2 separate regions of the Mus musculus genome follow, and region 2 is linked to region 1. A link is a contact called in public Hi-C data. All regions are on one chromosome and are shown on one strand. Each heading gives the region's core, a stretch centred on a gene start, on an enhancer-like site or on the middle of the called end of the contact. The rest is flanking DNA. Distances are from core to core; before and after follow the strand shown. Region 1 has its middle 190 kb from the start of Gm12159. Region 2 has its middle 100 kb from the start of Gm22284.

Region 1 (3,323 bases), core at 495-2,994:
GCCTGAGGGCATTTGATACATTATGGACATTTATTATATACATTAATTTACTCTAAATGGCTTATTGATATGATGATATATTTTATGGTAATGGTGTTTGTTTCTAGACTTCTGGCCACACATTTCACAGCTTTAACGGGCAAACTCTGTAATTCACACCTCCAGCTCCCATTATTTACTTGCTTGGGTGATCAAAGAAACATAAATTAGGATGTTTATTGCACTGGCAAAAAAAAAATTAGTACAATTATAAATGTTCATTAGTATAGCCCTTGTTAAATAAATACTGCGCACGGCAGAACAGGAACAGTTCCCTCTCATTTAATAACAGTAAAGCCTTGGCAAAAATGAAAAGCCGCTACCGGAGGGCCCTAGAGAGTGAATGATAATTAGCAGATTTGCGAAAGAAGTCCACGTTTAAGAAGCCCGCTTGAGTACATTTTGATATTTCAGTGGCTGGGTCTTAGATTGGGCTCATTGCATTCTTTATGGAAAAAACAAAACAAAACAGAAACAGAGTTTGGTATAAACACCAGTGTTGATCTAGAAGTTGACTTTTCAGTATTAGGCTATACTGAAATTAGGTTTCTGTCCTGATTTATCAATATATGCAAGAATCCAAATGACTGTTGACGGATTGCAACTTTTGGAAACTTAATAAAGGCTCTTGTCTCTTGGAGGGGGAGATAAGAAGAAACACATGAACTCTCTCTACATATGCTTGCTAAACTCTTAAAAGCCACTAGTAATCTTCAGATTAAAAAAAGAAGGGGTGGGGTGGGACAGGCTCCCCTTATATGATAAAGACCAACAAAAGGTTGATGGAATAAAGGATAACATGAAAACTGAAGCAAAATATATGTAATAAGTAGAAATATGCTCATAATTCAGTTTGTAATAAGTACAAATATTAACATAATTACAGATTATAAAGAAGGGACACAATGGCTCCTCATATATAGAAGAAAATGGTGGGTTTGTTGCTATTAAGTCACCAGTATGACTATAACAAGCATGTATTGTGATCTGTCTTTTTCAATGGAAGTGGAATTGTTGCTATATACATACAGGTTTCATATCCATAGGTTCAACTATCCATGGATTAAAAATTCTAGGAAAGTTAAATGTACTTGCATGCATTTACTAGACTTTTCCCCTATCATTGTTCCCCAGGTAATACAGTAATGGCTTTCCTCGTAGTATTTATATTAGGTAGTATAAATAACTTAGAGAGGACTCAAGTCCATAGAAAATGTGTGTAGGTTATATGCAAATGCATTCCATTTCATAGAGTGGGCTTGAGCAGCTATGAGTGTTAGTGTCTGTATGTGTCCTAGAGCCAACCCCCCATTGATAGTAAAGAATGATGGGTTTACGTTTTTAGAATTTCCCCATACACTATGGCAGCTCCTGTTAGAACATGAGGCTCTCTAAACTAACTTTACTTCTTAGGTACCACCCAAGTCCCATGCTTCAGTTGCACTACCCATACGTCAAGTACTAAGTGGAGTGGGGGAGGGACATGGCTGAGAAATTGAATGCTTGCTAGTATATGCAAGTCCTAAGAAAATGGAGTGCAACCTGATGAGTGGTCATATGTGCTTAAATACTGCTGCAGTAGCAGCGAAGAGGCAGAGCATTTTTGTCACTGAAGAGCATCCTGTTGTCCAATGCTTCTTAGAACACGAGATGCTCAGGGTCATGCTGCTCTTTGCAGTGGACTAAACACAGCTGCATAGGAGGCACACATGGTTTGCTGCTTAGAATCCATTCTTGTTTTCCTGGTAGGGGAATAGGGAGCTGGAGTGGGGGAGTCTTGGCCTTTTCCTTGGGCTTCTTGCCTTTCCTCCTTCAGTGATAGGACAGCATTGCTTTGCTGGAGAAGATCTGAAGATATTCGTGGTTTCCTTCCGGGATGGGAGATACAGAATGACAGCAAGACTGTTGATAGTAAGGTGAAGGTTCTAACCATTTCGAAATGAAGACACGACTGTCATATAAACAGACATGCATGGACAGTGTGACAGAACCTCTGGATCCAATCTTATCCAAAGCCCACCTCACTTTATTTTGATCCCATGAACTCACAATGACCTTCAGTGCTGATCTCATAGTATTGTTCATTTCCTAGAGCATGGTGCTCCTGGTAACTTGAGTCTAGCTGTGTATGTTCCTGCTTGTACAGTGAGACAGCTTAATGGGATGTTTTCAGAGGAGGATGACCAGGAGGGTGAGAAGAACTCATGGAAACATGTCTCTTCCTTTTTTATGACCACTTTAAGAATTTGTTCCTAGCCAAACCCTGCAGCCAGCATGACCAATTTTATATTTCTTAAATTCCCCTGGGAAGAAGGGTTCTAAAAGCATCCAGTCTTCACTTAAAGTAATATCATAGAAGGAAGGCGACCACTTGATAAAAGTCCCTGAATCCACAAAACTTCTTGTATTGCTGTGACAAAAAAGGAGCACAAATCATGTAGAATTACATTCCTTTTAAATATAAGTGGCATTCATCCCAGCGCAAGGCTGCATTTTAATAACTGCACTACTCCATGATGTGTCAAGTTGTAGGATATTATAAAAGAAAACCAGTGGGTTATTATTTTTGTGCCATTTTCTAATGTGGTACATTTTTATAAAATCCCACAGATTGAGTTAATATTGTAAAGCACTGTATGTAACCTCATTGAGAATATTGTAAGGCAGCCCCTTTCAAAGCTGATAGAAATGGCAATGGTGGGGGGGGGAGAAATCTTATTCAGAGACCTGGAGATGAGGTAGACAGGCTTCCTGTGCATTCGCAACACTGTTCTCCAGGATGAAGAGATGCTGCCGCAGTAACTTTCTTTTTCAAGAACGAGGACCTGAGTGTGGATCCCCAGCACCTGTATAACAAAGCCAGGTAAGCCCATTACCCCAGCTCTGGAAAGCTGAGGCAGGAGGATATTGAGGCTCACTAGCCAACAGGTCTACATGAAAGTTATCTCTAAGTATAAAACCTTGTCTCAAAACAGAAGGTAGAAACGATGGAGGAGGTGCAGTAAGGAAAGACATCAGTGTCAGTCGCTAGCCTTTACATGCAGACAGAGCCACATAAGCACATATGCATGATACATACATACAGTTATACATAAATGTACACTCACATAGTGCATATGCACATACATAAACACACGAACATATGATACACACATATGTACACATATATGTGTGCATAGACATAATGCACACATATTATGGGCAGACACACAAAAACATATACACAGGCATGCATATATACACGTGCATGCACACATATCTATGTACACATGTATGTCTATACA
Region 2 (3,289 bases), core at 463-2,962, 230 kb before region 1:
ACACATGAATAGCACCTCACCTGCACCCCTCGTTGATCATCACAGCTATCTGTGGTGATGCTGAGAGGCTCAGTGAGCTGATGTATGCGCTTAACAGGGCGACGGTTCCTATTCATGCCCACTCAGTGTTGGCTGGCCTGCTACGTATGATAATGAGGACCAGACAACAGTGTGTGTGTTCTGGGGGATCTGCCCATGAGTGCAGAGGAAGGGGCTTAGATGTGAAGATGTTTGAGCAAGGGAATGCTTTGTACAAAGTGTTCTGTGAGGATAATGAATTACATGGTGGCCTGTGGGCTGTTTGGGAAGTGTGTGTGTGTGTGTGTGTGTATGTGTGTGTGTGTGTGGGGGGGGGCTATGAGAAAAGAGGCAAGGACGGGGGAGTCGAATCACTATGAAAAATATCAAGGGTATTATGAAAGGCATCTGAGTGCTTGGTGATTGGATGGCTAGATAGGGAGAGACGGGCATTTCAAACTTGACTCTGAGGGTTTGAGGCCAGGGGCAGGAAACAAAGCCAACACATTGTATATCTTTAAAAGTATTGAAAAAGCCAAAACCAAATAAAAATACGGAACAGAGACATATAATCTGCGGCATCTAAAATGTTTATGATCCCCCTCCACACACACACACACTTTAAACAAAGAGTTGCCATGCCCTGGCATGGCCTAAGGACCTTGGAAAACTGTGTTCTAGAGATAAGGCCGGGAGGGAGATTCTGAGTAGATGGAATACAGCACCTCACAGGAAGTCGCAGTGATGATTAAACCTAGGGCAAGGCCGGGATGCTGAATGATGCGTCAGTTGTGAGCCACACATTCATTTCAGAAATAACTGTTTGAATGTGAGCTTAGGGCACAAATAGATCTCACTGGAATCCTAGCTACCTGTGACCCTCACCAAATGACCAGGCTCTGGGTCTCAGCTTTCTCATCTGTGAAACTGGGACAATAATACTTTAAAGGTTAAATGCAGAGGTGCAGGGGACGTATTTGAACAGTGTCTGGCAAACACAATCACAGCCTTTATTATTATTAAACATGGAAAATTCTATCAGGAAACAATGGTTTGTTTGTGCGGGGAACATCTATTGGTCTTGCCATCATTAGTAGTGTATCAGTCTTGAAGTTATTAGAACTTAGGTGTCTGATCTTGGGACCAAACTTCTCTCACTATAATCTTGGTTAGGATTTTTTAAAAAAAGAATTAAAACAACAACAACAACAACAACAACAACAACAACAACAACAATAACAACATCAAAGCTTCCCTCTCTCCCAACCCATCCCAACCCAAACCAAAATAAATAACTCACACACAAAACCAATTTCTTTATTTTTTTCTTCAGTTCCTTTCCCCCCATGTGGTCACAAACAGATTGACTTCTCTTGAGCATTTGTTACAGCTGGGTCTCCTCCTCTCTTCTTTAAGAATCTCAAAAGTTTGAAGACTGATTCCATTTTGCTCCTTCCCTATTCCCAGAGTTTTTGAGTCTCAAGTGTCAAGTTTCCTCCGCCTGGCCTCCTTAGGCCGTTTCTCAACAGCATCATCAAATCAAATCTCTTCTGCAGCGTAGGCAGAGGTCGTTCCACCTCGGAAGCGTTTGTCCATGATTCTGCAAGCTTCAGTTCTGTCTTCCCACTAAGACTCTCTGAGAGCATGGAGCAGATCCCAGAATTTCTAATCCTCTCTGCAGCAAAGCCAGCCTCTTCCCACACTCCAAGAAACAGGAAAGGGGGAAAGCAGAATGTGGTCCTCACAGAAGCCTGGCCCTGGCCCCAGAGCCCTGTCTGTTCCTGTGATGTTCCACACCCTTGCTAGTTACTTACTGCCTCCCTGAGAGGCCATCGAGGGGAGAGAGCGATTAGGGTCATCAAGATAAGGCTTGAAATATTCAAACTGGAAGCAAAAAAAGGGCTGTTTTTCCAATAGTAAGCAATCAGGGAACAGGAGGATATAATTTGAAGATTAGGGAAGTGAACAAAGAACAGAAAATTAACTTTATAGCAACGAGGAGCACAGTCTGTTTGAAGAAATAAACCTCCGCAGAGCATTGTTGATAAAATCAGACTGTTGATTTAAACGAGGAAATATGAGCAAATCAGCTGGGGGTTTGGGCGATCTGTGGAAGTTGAGGGTGAAACTTTAGGCAAACCTGGAAAGCAGGTTTTCTGCATTCCAGAAACCTCATTCCTAAGTGAGAATGGATGAGCATGTGTGCATATATGGTAAGTGTGTGTGTGTGTGTGTGTGTGTGTGTGTGTGTGTGTGTGTGTGTGCATGCAAGTATGAATGTGTCTATGTAGATATGCATATGCATACATGTATCTAAGTGTATGTGTGTAAATGTGTATGTGTGTGCACATGCACATGTGTGTATGTGTATACATCAAGGGTATACAGAAGAGGGATGTATCTTACTGGGATGTTTAAATCATTTTCATCTGGGATTGTCTTTATTTAGAACGTGGCATTTACTACTAAGAACTAGGAAACACCAGCCTCCATTCCTGAAAAGACCAGCACTGACTTGTCTTCTGGAGCCAAAAAGTCTCAAGAGAAGCTGTGGTTCTCCAGGTGGCTAGAACAGGGCTTCTTCTCACTATACAGGGGAGGGCTGACCACATTAGGACAGGAGGCCTGTCTGCTATGGGGATGAAGAGATCCTTTTCTCTGCTGGAAGAAGCTCTGAGTTTCTCAGTGTTAAGTTTTCCTGGTCCAGCATTAGCTTTCATGAAGTGTTTGTTAAGAGCTTAGATTTCTCATGGTGGGAGATGCAGAGAGCATCCCTGAATATCAGAGTGGTGTGCCTCCTGCCTCTGTATCCCTTTCTCCTCCTTCTGTCGTGTTCTGGGACCTTGGAAATGTCAGTATGGGAACCCCTTCCTTCCTGCCTCTTGGTGCATTCAGAGGATGGGAGGCACTGTGCGCGAGTGAGCTTGAGGAGAGTGCGTGGTCCCCTCCTCCCCTGCCAGGTTGTAGGTGGGCTGGTGGCTTTCTCTACTAAAGGGAAGGGTTTCTCTATACTACAGCCACAGCTCAATAAAGCTCTCTCTCGACTCAGGAATCTAGCTTTGCCCCTTTAGGTATCAGAGCTTTGTGGTTCCCAGACACTAGAGCTTTTGGAAGTCCCCTTCCATCCTCTGTCTAGAATTCTGAATAGATATAAAGGATGAGAATGCTTTACCCCATACTGAAGAGCCTGTCACAAATTGACAATGAGCTCTTGGATGGACTGGTTTATCTTGAATGGACTCAGTTTCTTCATCCATGAAATGGGATGATA

The links. A called contact is a pair of places that touch in the nucleus more often than the background predicts.
Region 2: a contact with region 1 is called in a Hi-C map of uterus, with 5 times the contacts expected there. The contact joins two enhancer-like sites. A contact is called at or near these places in 1 of 39 promoter capture datasets (the C10 cell line), 1 of 15 datasets of contacts at CTCF or cohesin (embryonic stem cells), 13 of 484 Hi-C or Micro-C datasets (embryonic fibroblasts, embryonic stem cells, fibroblasts and 4 more) and 1 of 9 other capture datasets (embryonic tail).

What each region holds. Positions count from the first base shown.
Region 1 is chr11:45,306,997-45,310,319 of GRCm38.p6, reverse strand. No RefSeq gene overlaps it. Among named protein-coding and RNA genes, the nearest start is that of Gm12159, 190 kb to the right of the region's middle. Within about 2 kb of position 1,744, at least 2 of the 459 cell types and tissues checked have an H3K27ac peak or open chromatin away from gene starts, as enhancers often do. A contact at or near this core is called in uterus, where this site is marked.
Region 2 is chr11:45,534,149-45,537,437 of GRCm38.p6, reverse strand. No RefSeq gene overlaps it. Among named protein-coding and RNA genes, the nearest start is that of Gm22284, 100 kb to the left of the region's middle. Within about 2 kb of position 1,712, at least 16 of the 459 cell types and tissues checked have an H3K27ac peak or open chromatin away from gene starts, as enhancers often do. A contact at or near this core is called in uterus, where this site is marked.